Linked DNA regions of Triticum aestivum: region 2 is linked to region 1. Evidence: chromatin contacts called from public Hi-C data. All regions are on one chromosome and are shown on one strand. The core of a region is the stretch at or near the end of the contact, and the rest is flanking DNA. Distances in the headings are between cores, read along the strand shown. Region 1 holds the start of LOC123103633. Region 2 holds the start of LOC123103634 (protein FAR1-RELATED SEQUENCE 5).

Region 1 (5,829 bases), core at 2,935-5,434:
GTGTAGAGGAGGAGTGGAGTTGGAAGAAGCTTTGGCAAGTAAAGGTACCCCCCAAGCTCAGGACTTTGGCGTGGCGGCTGCCATGAGCTTCGCTGCCGACCAGGATAGAAAGAGCGATGAGGCACATGGCGACTTCTGTTGTGTGTTCGGTCTGCAACGCAGGTATTGACTCGTGGAGACATTCCCTATCTGAGTGCAACATGGCGAAGAGTGTCTGGTCATTGAGAGATGACGATGCTATCTTACCGCTCTACGAAGACGAGACAACAGACCCTAAGTTGCGGTTGTTTTCTCTTTGCAAGACCTTGACACAACAGTAGTTCATTGAGGTCCTCGTCACTTTGTGGGCGATCTGGTATGCGACACGGCTGTTATACATGAATGGGAATACCAGAGTACCCTTTCCACCCACCTGTTCATCATGTGATACTTGGAGGAGATCAATGTCGATCACTCACCGACTTGTCCTAAGGGTCTAGTCTTCAGCGGGGCTGATCAGTGGACTCCGCCACCGAGTGGTTTCTGCAAGATAAATGTTGACGCGGCTGTAGCAAAAGCATCGAGTAGAGGAGCGGTGACCGATGTTTGTCGCGACGATCAGGGTGTCTTTCATGGCGCTTCGGTGGTGATTTTTGAGGGCATCATAGAACCAGAGACGTTGGAGGCATTGGCATGTAGAGAAGCACGGGCGCTTGGCGGTGATCTGCACTTAAAAAAACTTCAGATATCACTTGACTGTCTGAGAGGCATCAGAGAGCTGCAGGCGACAACAAACTCCGGCGTTCATTGTATGATCATGAAGGCCCGGAAACTTCTTTTTCGCCATGTGATATATGCCATGAACGGTGTGCGTGTAATAAGGAGGCTCACAATTTAGCGAGATCCTGAGTTCCAGATTATTTCAATAATCGCCACCACAAAGTTCTCAGCGTCTAAAAAGAATGCATGCCTTCTTTCATGCAAAAAAAAAAGAGGTTGATCAACAGGTCCAAACCTCGCTGAATGCCAACTGCACATTTGCAAGGCCGTACTTTAAATCTTCAGTTCAGTCTCAGTCTTGCAGGAAGCACATTTGCAAGGTCATTGCAGAATCGCCTTCTCCCTGCAGCGACAGAAATAACCCCACAGGTTTCCTCAACAACAACAAAAGGTCAGAAAATTGAGCCAAGAACCCGTTCCACAAAAACACAAAAAGCTTATATATACATCTGAATTTCACAAGGAGCAATCCCGTTCCGATCTACATCAACACACACGCACACTGAGGAGCTGCACATCTGCAGCTTCTATATACACGGCAAATGACACCATATATACATATGCCAGTAGCAGGGTCGAGGTCCAGAATCAAAGTGGGACAAAATGAACGATGCGATACCAAATAATATCTACAAATGTTGTCGTAGATTGGTTAATAAGAATGAATGTGTCTTCTACGACGCGCAGCGCAGCTGGTCTTGTTCAGCATTGGCCTTGCTTTGCAATGAGTACAATTAGCCTTGAAACCTCCGGAAGGACAAACCCGTTCAGTGCTGCTTCAAAATTCGCTGCTCCTCTTTTTGTTCTTTTTCTATTTTCTCATTTTTTTGGGTTTTGATGTCTTCCTTCATCGATAATGATACTGAGCAATAATATATACAGCGTAGCTAACGGAGATTCCAGATATCAGTTCTGGAGGGAAGAAAGCCACTGTTCTACAAAATTCTTTCCATCTGTGGAGCGGAAAAGGGAAAGAAGAGTGTCAGAAAAATATCAGAAGCTGTAATGATGAAATATATGCACATGAGTAAACATTGCTAGCAACTAAAACTCATTTAAGATAAATGAATTACGATGAAAGACCTTCCACACAATCCAATACAATCGTAGATAATAAAAATGGCACAAGCAGGCAATGAAGTGGCTTTATCATGTTCAACACCAATCACACCTAGCACTCTAGAACCAATAAAATGCAGGAGTCGACTGGAGTAAATGGCAAATCAGAAACATGGTAAGCAATTGCAGTGCTATTATTCCGCAAAGACCGCATACTATCGTTGTAACAAATACAGTGCTGGTGTTGAATTGACTAAATAAGAGAACCAATAACAGGAAGCCATCAGCTCCCTATGATGCGGGTGTAATAAAGTAATATGTTTGGTGCCTTGTTTTTCTTGCGGGGATATTTGATGCCTTGTTTGATCAACATAAATATACAAAACATGATGCTGAAAGAAGAATGAAGGTTATAGAGTCGATTCACAAGTCGAAGTAGCACATTTTGACACAGCAAGCCCAAACCTCAACTACAGCACACAAAGTGGCAGAAGCCAACCAAAGCAAGTGGTATATGGCTACAAGTTTAACAACTGAAGAGGTCTTAACAGAGTAAGTTATAGATTGCCAAATTTTGGAGAAAAAATTAGTCAACGGATTCTATCATACATCCATGCCTCTAGGGTTATCTGGTGAAATAGTAAAGAGTTTTTAGTGATAAAACAACTATATTAAGTATTGCATATCTGCTGTTGAGCATAGGAATCTCAAACAAATATCTTCAAGCCCAAAGTACTAGAGCAAGCCACCAAACCCACCAATCAACAGCTCCAAACATGAAAATGGCATATGACCAGTAGTAGTTGTGCCCCATAAATGCTAGTACAACAGCAAGAGACACCAAGAACGAATCTTATCGGCTTATCCTGTTATAGGCTGAGTTCTGCCAGCTTAACACAAGCTGAATTTATTCCCAAACCATCAATGGATAACTGATAACTGAAAAGGTGCCAGACTTGTCAAAAATTGACTTCACAAAGTGAATGAACTGTTGCTAGTATATTATGAACAAGAGCAAATGATTATTTTTAATATCACATAGGACTTATGCTTTAATAAACTAATCAAACATGGCATGTTTTTCCCCCAATTCTGCGCAGATGTAAACACAAGAACTTGGTAGATCTTTCTGCAAACCACTCACCAGAGAGGCCGCCATCGGCGAGAGGGCCAGCGCCAAGGAACCGTCCCTGGGGCATCGCGGGCTGCTCGGCGCGGCCGTGGCGGTAGCAGGGGACGAGAACTGCGAAGGAGGTCTCCTGGTCACCGTCCGTCTGCATCTCCGGCGCCTGCGGCTCCAGCCAGCCGATGGACCAGTCGGAGTCGTCGGACTCTGACCCGGAAAGGCAACCGCCGCCGTCGGACGGCACGATGACCATGTCGTACTCCCTGTCGATCCTGGGCTCCCCGCGACTGCGCCGCTGGTTCTTGACCCTCCTCGGCCGCGTGCGGCGGCCGGCGGCGGCGGCGATAGCGTCAGCCTCACGGAACCCGGAGGGGAACTCCGGGAAGGAGGCGCCCGTCAAGGCGATGCCGGGGAGCTCGTGGTGGCCAACTCGCGCGGCGTTACCCGGCCAGAGCCAGTGTGTGAATCTTCCCAGCCCCATGGCCATGCCCCCCAAGAAAAATGCCTTGCTCCTTGCGAAGCTCCGGGATCGCTCCGATCAGATCAAAAGTTTCGGCAAAATCAAACGAAAACCGGTGTTCCCTGGATCTGCCAAGTTAAAACAAACACCTCAGAAAAAAGGAAAACCCAATCTATTTCTTGAAACAGACACAATGGGTAACTTTACGGCCACAGCAAAGCGCAGTAGCAAATAAAGGTGCCGCCTTTCGAAACTAAGCGCGGCGACCGCAGAAAATCCGCTCCAATTGGGAAGCTTTCTTGTTCTAGTCCACTGATTCGCGACGACGGGAAGCGACAGGCCCCATTAAAGGTAACCCGTCCAAAAAAATTTCCCAATCCAGGCGCTAAACCAACAGGATCAACACTGGGGGGCGATGATCCAAAATCTTAGCACAGGAAAACAAATCACCCAAAATTGAAAGGAAATCCTTGCCTGCTCGAAAACCGAGGCCCGGCAAGACCCCAAACGCAGCGAGAAGCGAAACCCCCGGCTCTCCAGGCTCTCGTCGATCAGTCGATCGCTCCCCGTGCCCGGATCCAGATTGTGATTAATAAAGAGGTCTGCGACTAGGAGCAACCACCACTGACCCGACGAGAGAGCGTGTGGCCACGGCACATATATAATCCGCTCGCCACGCCACGGACGGCCCGGATGGCCCCCGGCGCGACGTGTGAGTCGGATCCGGGCCGCCCGTCGGGTGGGCCAATCGCCGGGCACCGCGGCGGGATGACTTGTCGCGGGCGGCGGGTTCGTGAGGCGCAAGTTCTCGCTCTCGTGGGCTCCCCGGACACTTGTCGCCGGCTGGGGTTTTTCGCTTGGTCTCGCTTCGCGTCTTGGTGAATCTGCTCCACGGATGCATGTGGATGGGTTTCACGTCGCCATCGGGGACAGCCGCGTGAATGTACCTGGAATGGTTACACGTACTACGTATTGTAGCGGAGACTATTATTGGGATGAGGATCGAGTTCACGTTGAGGTGGCTGATTTATGTTGATGTGTGGCGTAATTCCCTGAACTTCGTATGTCGGCAGCCCGATTTTATGTCCCATTGAGGGTTAATGGTAATGTATTGAAATGTCCTTGGAGAACATGATTTTTGAAACCATGCTTGATCATACGTGCATCCGTAAGCTCCAGTGCACCGAATATGTTCCTTTGAGGGGTGGAACGTGTTTATAAAACAACGATATTCTTTGAAGGATACAAGTACATGATTGTGGCGCCGTCTTGTTGACCTTCCCTCCAAGTTACGGTTTCTCTCGCGCGACTACAACAACTAGGGCAATCACCCCCTCCAAGCTTCGTTGACGAGCCTACCACTCAGGCGGCCAGTGGCGGAAGGGGATCCTGGTGCCTTGGTTCTGGCTAAAGTAGTTTAGGTTAGGGTTTTTTTTTCCATGTGGGAACGGTGGTTAGGCGGATGACAGCGCTTCATCTTTGAGATAGTCTTCTGAGCTCCGATCCTCCTCGAGTTAGCCCATCAGGATGGACTCGACAAGGCTCTGACGTAGATTCTTGTCGTCTCCTTGAGGTGGCAAGGTTAGGATTTATTGATGTGTGTGCGCCACGACAATATCTTGTGTTAGGCGCTTTAGATCAATTCAAGGGTTCAATGCTGGTCCTTAGGGGCACATGTGCGAAGATTTTTCGGTTGTGGTCGACAAAGTCAAGCTGGCTCCGGTAGGGAAGCGGTGACATCGGCTCGTTCTTGTGGCGGCCACGGTTGTTCGGTGTTGCAGGGTCCTTGATGTAATTTTTATTATGTTCGGGATGCTTTGTACTTATTATGAGCTTTTTATAATATATTTGTAGTACCTTTGTAAACTAATATAAGACCGTTTAAATCACTAAGTTTACACAAGGAGCTTCTTATGAACCTTTTTTTACTTCGGTGGTGCAAGGTCCTTTTTCACAAAAAAGGAACCCTCTTATGATGAAAAAGATTAATAAAAATAACTAAGCCCTCCCTTTATGATAGGATGGAGACAAGGGGCGTAATATCGGATTGGCTCTTACGGTAACCTCACTGAAGCTGCCTCATGAACAAGATATTCAGACTCGATGGAATGATGGATTTGCAATATAGACACAAGTCCAATACCTGACTGAGACCTTTTGTGAAACAAGAACAACGGTTGTCATCAGGATATGTGCGATTTTGAAATCAAACTACGAGACATAGTCTTCGTTGTTTATCATCATATCGGTAAAGAAGGCAAATATGACGGTTCTCCATCGGATTATAAAGTTTGAAACCCTACCACTCAGGTCAAATTATATGACACAAAATCCTATTCTGGTTGGCTTTGCATGATAGAGTAAACACTAAAGTTTTGCTTGAAAGAAAGGGTTTTCACATGAACAGTTACAACTGCACCTTATG
Region 2 (5,812 bases), core at 2,030-4,529, 420 kb before region 1:
GTGGCAACCCACTTGTTGTCGCCTCTGCGGAGAACCTCAAGCATGGCATTGCAGCCTTCCCTGATGGAGGCTAGCCTCTTCCTTGTCTTCTTCCCTTCAACAACACGCTTCTCCTTGCTGAACCCTTCCTTTGAGCAAACAAACCTTAGCATGATGATGGACTCACTGCACTTGGACTTACGGGACCGAGCGATGCGGACCGAAAACCCAACACGGCCAGCATAAGCAATATAGAAGGTCTTGGCAGCCTCGCCCGACTCGAATTCCATCCCCACCCGGGGCTCAAGGCAGGGGTCGGCTTCAACAGGGAACAACTCCTTACAGACAGACTCTGGGTGTGAGACCACTGCCGGTGGCAGCGATTGTCCTTGGTGGTCAAGAATGTGCACACTGTGGAGCGCCATCTGGTCGACGCCATGGACATGGGTGCTCACGCCGAGGGAGGCCCAGAAATCGATGCTGTCATCCTCGAGTTCCACTCCCTGGGGCTCCATCATCGCCTACCCCCCGACCTCCATTACCCTTGCCCTCAATACCCTCCCTTGTATTCTTAGCCCTTCCCTCCACCACAGAAGCAAATCAAGAACCAAGAAACCAACCAACAGCTGCCACTCTCTGATGCCCAATCCAAAAACCAGAAAACTACTCCAGGTCTCTCTCCCTCTGGCTCTACGATGCCTCCGCACCTTCTGTGGGGAAGCAACAAACCCGATGCTTCAATAACTTCACCGAGAAACAGTAAGCAAGTAACTCCGGTTGCACCAATCGAGAGCAAGAACCCTAGTAATTTGACCCAGTGAGACCTTGGTTTCCAACAGAACTGCAGGGAAAGGAGGCTGATTCAGTGAGTAAAGAGGAAAGGCGGTACCTTCAGGTTGCTCGGCTGCATGGGAACCGCTAGGGATCAGACTAGCAAACTAGCATGGGAACCGCTAGGGATCAGACTACGGAAGCAGGAACCATGAAAGCAAACTAGCAAACTACCTACACAGTAGAAGTAATATATAGTTAGCTTTCCAAGCATGGAATAAACACACTATAGAAGCTTATGCAAGAAATAAAATGGTCTGTAGCAACTACTAATTTGGCAACCTGACTGTACCAATGGAAACAAAGAAATCTGAAAGGTGTGAACTTGCATTATATGCATATATATATATACACGTATGAAATGTAGGAAGCATGATGAGAGTATTTAAATACAAAATATGGTCTTACAGTGTAACAAGTACAGAAAAAAGTAGAAGCATATTCTATTGCAGCAAACTATCTGGAGTGAACAACAAACTCAATAAATTCAGAAGCATGGATACACAAAGCATCAATTTCATGCTATCTTAACATACCCATGCCTAGCGTAAGCATAACATTTTGAAACTGAAATTAGCAATGCCTAGCGGCAACTTGTGTGTGCATCCTTTTGTGATGAACAAACCAATTTTGTCAATTTCAATTGGTAATTTTGTTAGCCTACACACACTGAAATAAGGGGGGAAATCATGATTTATCAACACATACAATTAGAATAAAACAGAATCTACCGGTAGCAGGATGGTACCTCAAAATGAGAAGATAAATTGGCTGCATTTTACATATCTGAATTTTGAATATTTTGTAAAAGTAGGAATATGGAAGTAATCTATGGACACCAAAGAAGTACAATTTAGAAGACCCGTGAGTAGGAAGCATGAAAATGTGCTATGCCGATATGACTCATTTCAATTGAAGCATAGAAAAGTTAACTAAGATTCTCACGAACATGGAGATGCAATTTTTAACACCTACACTCCAAATTTGCGAAAATGGTTGAACTATGGAAGCAAAACTATGTGGACCGAAGCATACATAGTAAGTAGTATAATTTGGAAGCTCCATAAGTAGGAAGCATAAGAACAGTGATGCCTGAACTAACTCATCTTTGTTGGAAGGATGGAAATCTGAAAAAACGACTGAAGTATGATTGCCGCCGCCAACATGGGTATGTAAGGGTGTGTTTGGTTTCTGTCAGGAAGTGGGACGGTACGGGTCGGTTCCGTTCCCAGAACTCATTCTCGCGTTCGGATCGTCGAAGGAACCGGAATCAATCGATTCCAGAGAATGGCATATTCCCTGTTTATACCATTCCGAGTGGTCTTTCCAAATCGGGCGGACCACGCAGAACCGCTTGCCTCTCGCCTCTCCGTCACATCCTTCGCGCGCCTGCCTACTCCCGTTCAGCTGCCGACCATCACCGGCGACCTCCGCCGCTCCGCCGAGCTCCTTCCCCACCCTCACAGCCCTTTCCTCCTCCTCAGCCTCCTATCCGGACAAGCCCCTTCCTCACCGAACTCCAGAAGCTCCGCGCCAGGGACGCCGCATCCGAAGCCGACGGGATAGAGGTCCCATCCGCCGTCTCCGCCGCAGTTGTCCGGGGCGGCTCCTCTTCTCCCCGTACCTGACTTCCTGCATCACCCGCTCGAGCCAGCGAGGAGCGGCCAGGGCTGGGATGCCTCCCAGGCGGGGAGTGGCCGTGGCGGGGATGCCTCCCAGGCGGAGCCCAAGGATGTCCCGTGGGATCGCTCGCGACCCTCTCCCTAGATCGCCACCATCTCCCTAGATCGATTGGAGTTCTTGCTCAAGTCCGGTATCTATCAATTTTTGGCATTCTGTCCCAAGGAACCGTTCCATCCGACCTCGTTCTCTTCTTGCCGAACATCAAGATGTTACATGACATTCCACTTGGTTTTAGAACCAAACACACCCTAAGTTCGTGTAATCCAAAATCCAAATACACCTAAATTGGTTGATGGTTTAGTGTTCTATAATACACAACGAACAGTTCGATTTCACAGCCAACAACATTCCATATTCAATAGGATATGAGTATATCTAGCATTGAATACTGGGCACATTAGAAACCAACTTGCTTTGCAGAAATTAAAAACTGGAGGACCGAAGAAAAGGAGCGGCCACTGTTCTTACTCCAGTAGCCGGCAAGCGGTTGATCCTCCGGGCAGCCTGGCGAGGCAAGAAACGGGGTGGTGATGGTGGCTGCGGCCACCCTAATTCCCGGGTGACGCACCGGCGAACTGGACCCGGGGCGGCATCGGGTGGGTCGCTGCAGGGGGGTGCACCTGGGCGTTGTCGTAGATAACAGGGAGGTGTGAGGGATGGTTAGCTCGTCGGTGAGGTGGGGCGCAGAGGGTCGAATCTGGGCTGCGCCGGCGGAGAGAACATGGCAGCGCTGTGGTTCCTGAGCTAGGAGGCGAGGGGGAAAAAATCTACGAGAATGGGTCTAACTCTCCAACTGGTTAGATCCGCTCGGATGCACGACACGTGGACATCACAATCTCAAAGCATCAAGCCCATTCCCACTTGTACGTGTACTCTCTCAAGGCTTGCTCGCCCTTGTCCATGGCGGCCGCTCTAAATGACGTCGCCGCCGGCAGCCACCCAACAGTCGGCTTCTCGCCGGTGGCCTCGCGGTAGAAGTGTACAAGATACTCTCGTCCATGGTGGCGAAAGTATGGTCAGTCCTACATGTCGAGGTAGCACTGGCTCACGACGGCAGATGGCAGGCCACCGACTAGAGCCGGGTTGATCCTACATGCTCACGTAGCATGCCTTCTCGTGCATCAAATTCGTGTTGCAGATAAAGAAATTTGTCGATTTTTCCAACGTATTAAAGACAGTACAAGTAATACTGTTTGAATGGTGGTTTTGATGAATAAAAATGAATGTTTATATCGTGGTTACGGGAACGCAAATAGATGCGAAATATTTTCCTCCCCCAACTGGCCTAGAAACTCTAGCCGCCATTAGCGGAGTCCAACGTTCCGGTGCCATTTTTCGGCGGCTCCTCTCCGTCAACAATCTTTAGGATCGTGTAGCTTTAGGTTTTACGACCTAGTAGCTTAGGTTTTAGACGTCTTGGCTTTGGCGGTAGCAACAACGATGCCAAATAAAGAAGCTCTAGATGCTTTCCCGACGAGGTAATCGGCTTTATGGTCGGTGATGGATTTGAGAACTAGTCTTCTTAAGAGAAGATGTCACGGGGATGACATAATGGGCTTTTATGGCGACTGCTCTAAATGACATCACCGCCGGCAGTCACCCAGCAGTCGACTTCTCGTCGATGGCCTCGCGACAGAAGCGTACAACACTCTCGTCCATTGCGGCGAAAGCCTGGTCGGTCCTACATGCCCAGGTAGCACTGGCTCACGACGCTGGATGGCAGGCCACCGACTAGAGCCAGGTTGATCCTACATGCCCATGTATCATGCCTTCTCGTGCATCAAATTCATGTTGCAGATAAAGAAGTTTGTCGATTTTCCCAATGTATTAGAGACAATATAAGTAATACTTTCTTAATGGTGGCTTTGATGAATAAACATGAATGTTCATATCATGGTTACGGGAACACAAATAGATGTGAAAAGTTTTCCTCCCCCAACCGGCCTAGAAACCCTAGTCGCCACCAGCGGAGTCCAATGTTCCGGTGTCGTTTTCCAGCGGCTCCTCTCCGCCAACGGTCTTTAGGATCATGTAGCTTTAGGTTTTACGGCCTAGTAGCTTAGGTTTTAGATGTCTTGGCTTCGGCGGCAGCACGACGACACCAAATAAAGAAGCTCTGGATGCTTTCCCGACAAGGTAATCGACTTTATGGTCGATGATGAATTTAAGAACTAGTCTTTTTAAGAGGAGATGTCACGGCGATGACATAATGGGCTTTTATGGTCCATCGATGGATTTGAGAATTAGTCTTTTTAAGAGGAGATGTCACGGCGACGATGTAATCGGCTTTATAGTTGGTGATGGATGATACGTCCATTTTGCATCATGTTTATGCACTGTTATTTATAATGTTTTATGCATAATAATGCTTTTTGGAGTAATTCTAATGTCTTTTCTCTCATAATTTATAAGGTACACATAAAGAGGGAGAATTCCGGCAGCTGGAAATCTGGACTTGAAAAAGCTACGTCAAGCTACCTATTCTGCACAACTCCAAATGAGCTGAAACTTCACGAGGAATTTTTATGGAATAAATAAAAAATACTGGAGCAAATAACTACCGGAGGGGGGCCACCTGGTGAGCACAAGACACCAGGGCGCGCCTGGGCCCCAAGCGCGCACTGGTGGGTTATGCTCAGCCCAGCCCACCTCCGGTGCCCATCTTCTGGTATATAAGTCATTTTGACCTAGAAAAAAAATAAGGGAAGGACTTTCGGGATGAAGCGCCGCCGTCTCGAGGCGGAACTTGGGCAAGAGCACTTTTGCCCTCTGGCGGAGCGATTCCGCCGGGGGAACTTCCCTCCCGGAGAAGGAAATCATTGTCATCATCTTCACCAATAACTCTCCCATCTTGGGGAGGGCAATCTCCATCAACATCTTCAATAGCACCATCTCCTCTCAAATCCTAGTTCATCTCTTGTGTTCAATCTTTGTACCGGAACTATAGATTGGTACTTGTGGGTGACTAGTAGTGTTGATTACATCTTGTAGTTGAGTACTATATGGTTTATTTGGTGGAAGATTATATGTTTAGATCCAATATGCTTTTTAATAACCCTCTGATATTTTGAGCATGATTATCATTTGTGAGTAGTTACTTTTGTTCTTGAGGTCACGGGAGAAATCTTGTTGCAAGTAATCATGTGAACTTGATATGTGTTTGATATTTTGATGGTATGTATGTTGTGATTCCCTTAGTGGTGTCATGTGAACGTAGACTACATGACACGTCACCATATTTGGGCCTAAGGGAATGCATTGTGGAGTAGTTATTAGATGATGGGTTGCGAGAGTGACAGAAGCTTAAACCCTAGTTTAT

The links. Hi-C and Micro-C count contacts between places; a contact is called where the count stands out from the background.
Region 2: a contact with region 1 is called in a Hi-C map of leaf, with 5 times the contacts expected there. The contact joins the promoter of LOC123103634 here to the promoter of LOC123103633 in region 1. A contact is called at or near these places in 2 of 5 Hi-C or Micro-C datasets (both in leaf).

What each region holds. Positions count from the first base shown.
Region 1 is chr5A:402,682,322-402,688,150 of IWGSC CS RefSeq v2.1, reverse strand. It overlaps LOC123103633, which reads right to left and starts at 4,184. Exons shown (of 3, transcript XM_044525278.1): 1 at 3,879-4,184; 2 at 2,963-3,532; 3 at 1,176-1,712. The coding sequence starts at 3,431. The coding sequence ends at 1,666.
Region 2 is chr5A:403,103,057-403,108,868 of IWGSC CS RefSeq v2.1, reverse strand. It overlaps LOC123103634 (protein FAR1-RELATED SEQUENCE 5), which reads right to left and starts at 3,279. Exons shown (of 2, transcript XM_044525280.1): 1 at 2,962-3,279; 2 at 1-820. The coding sequence starts at 497.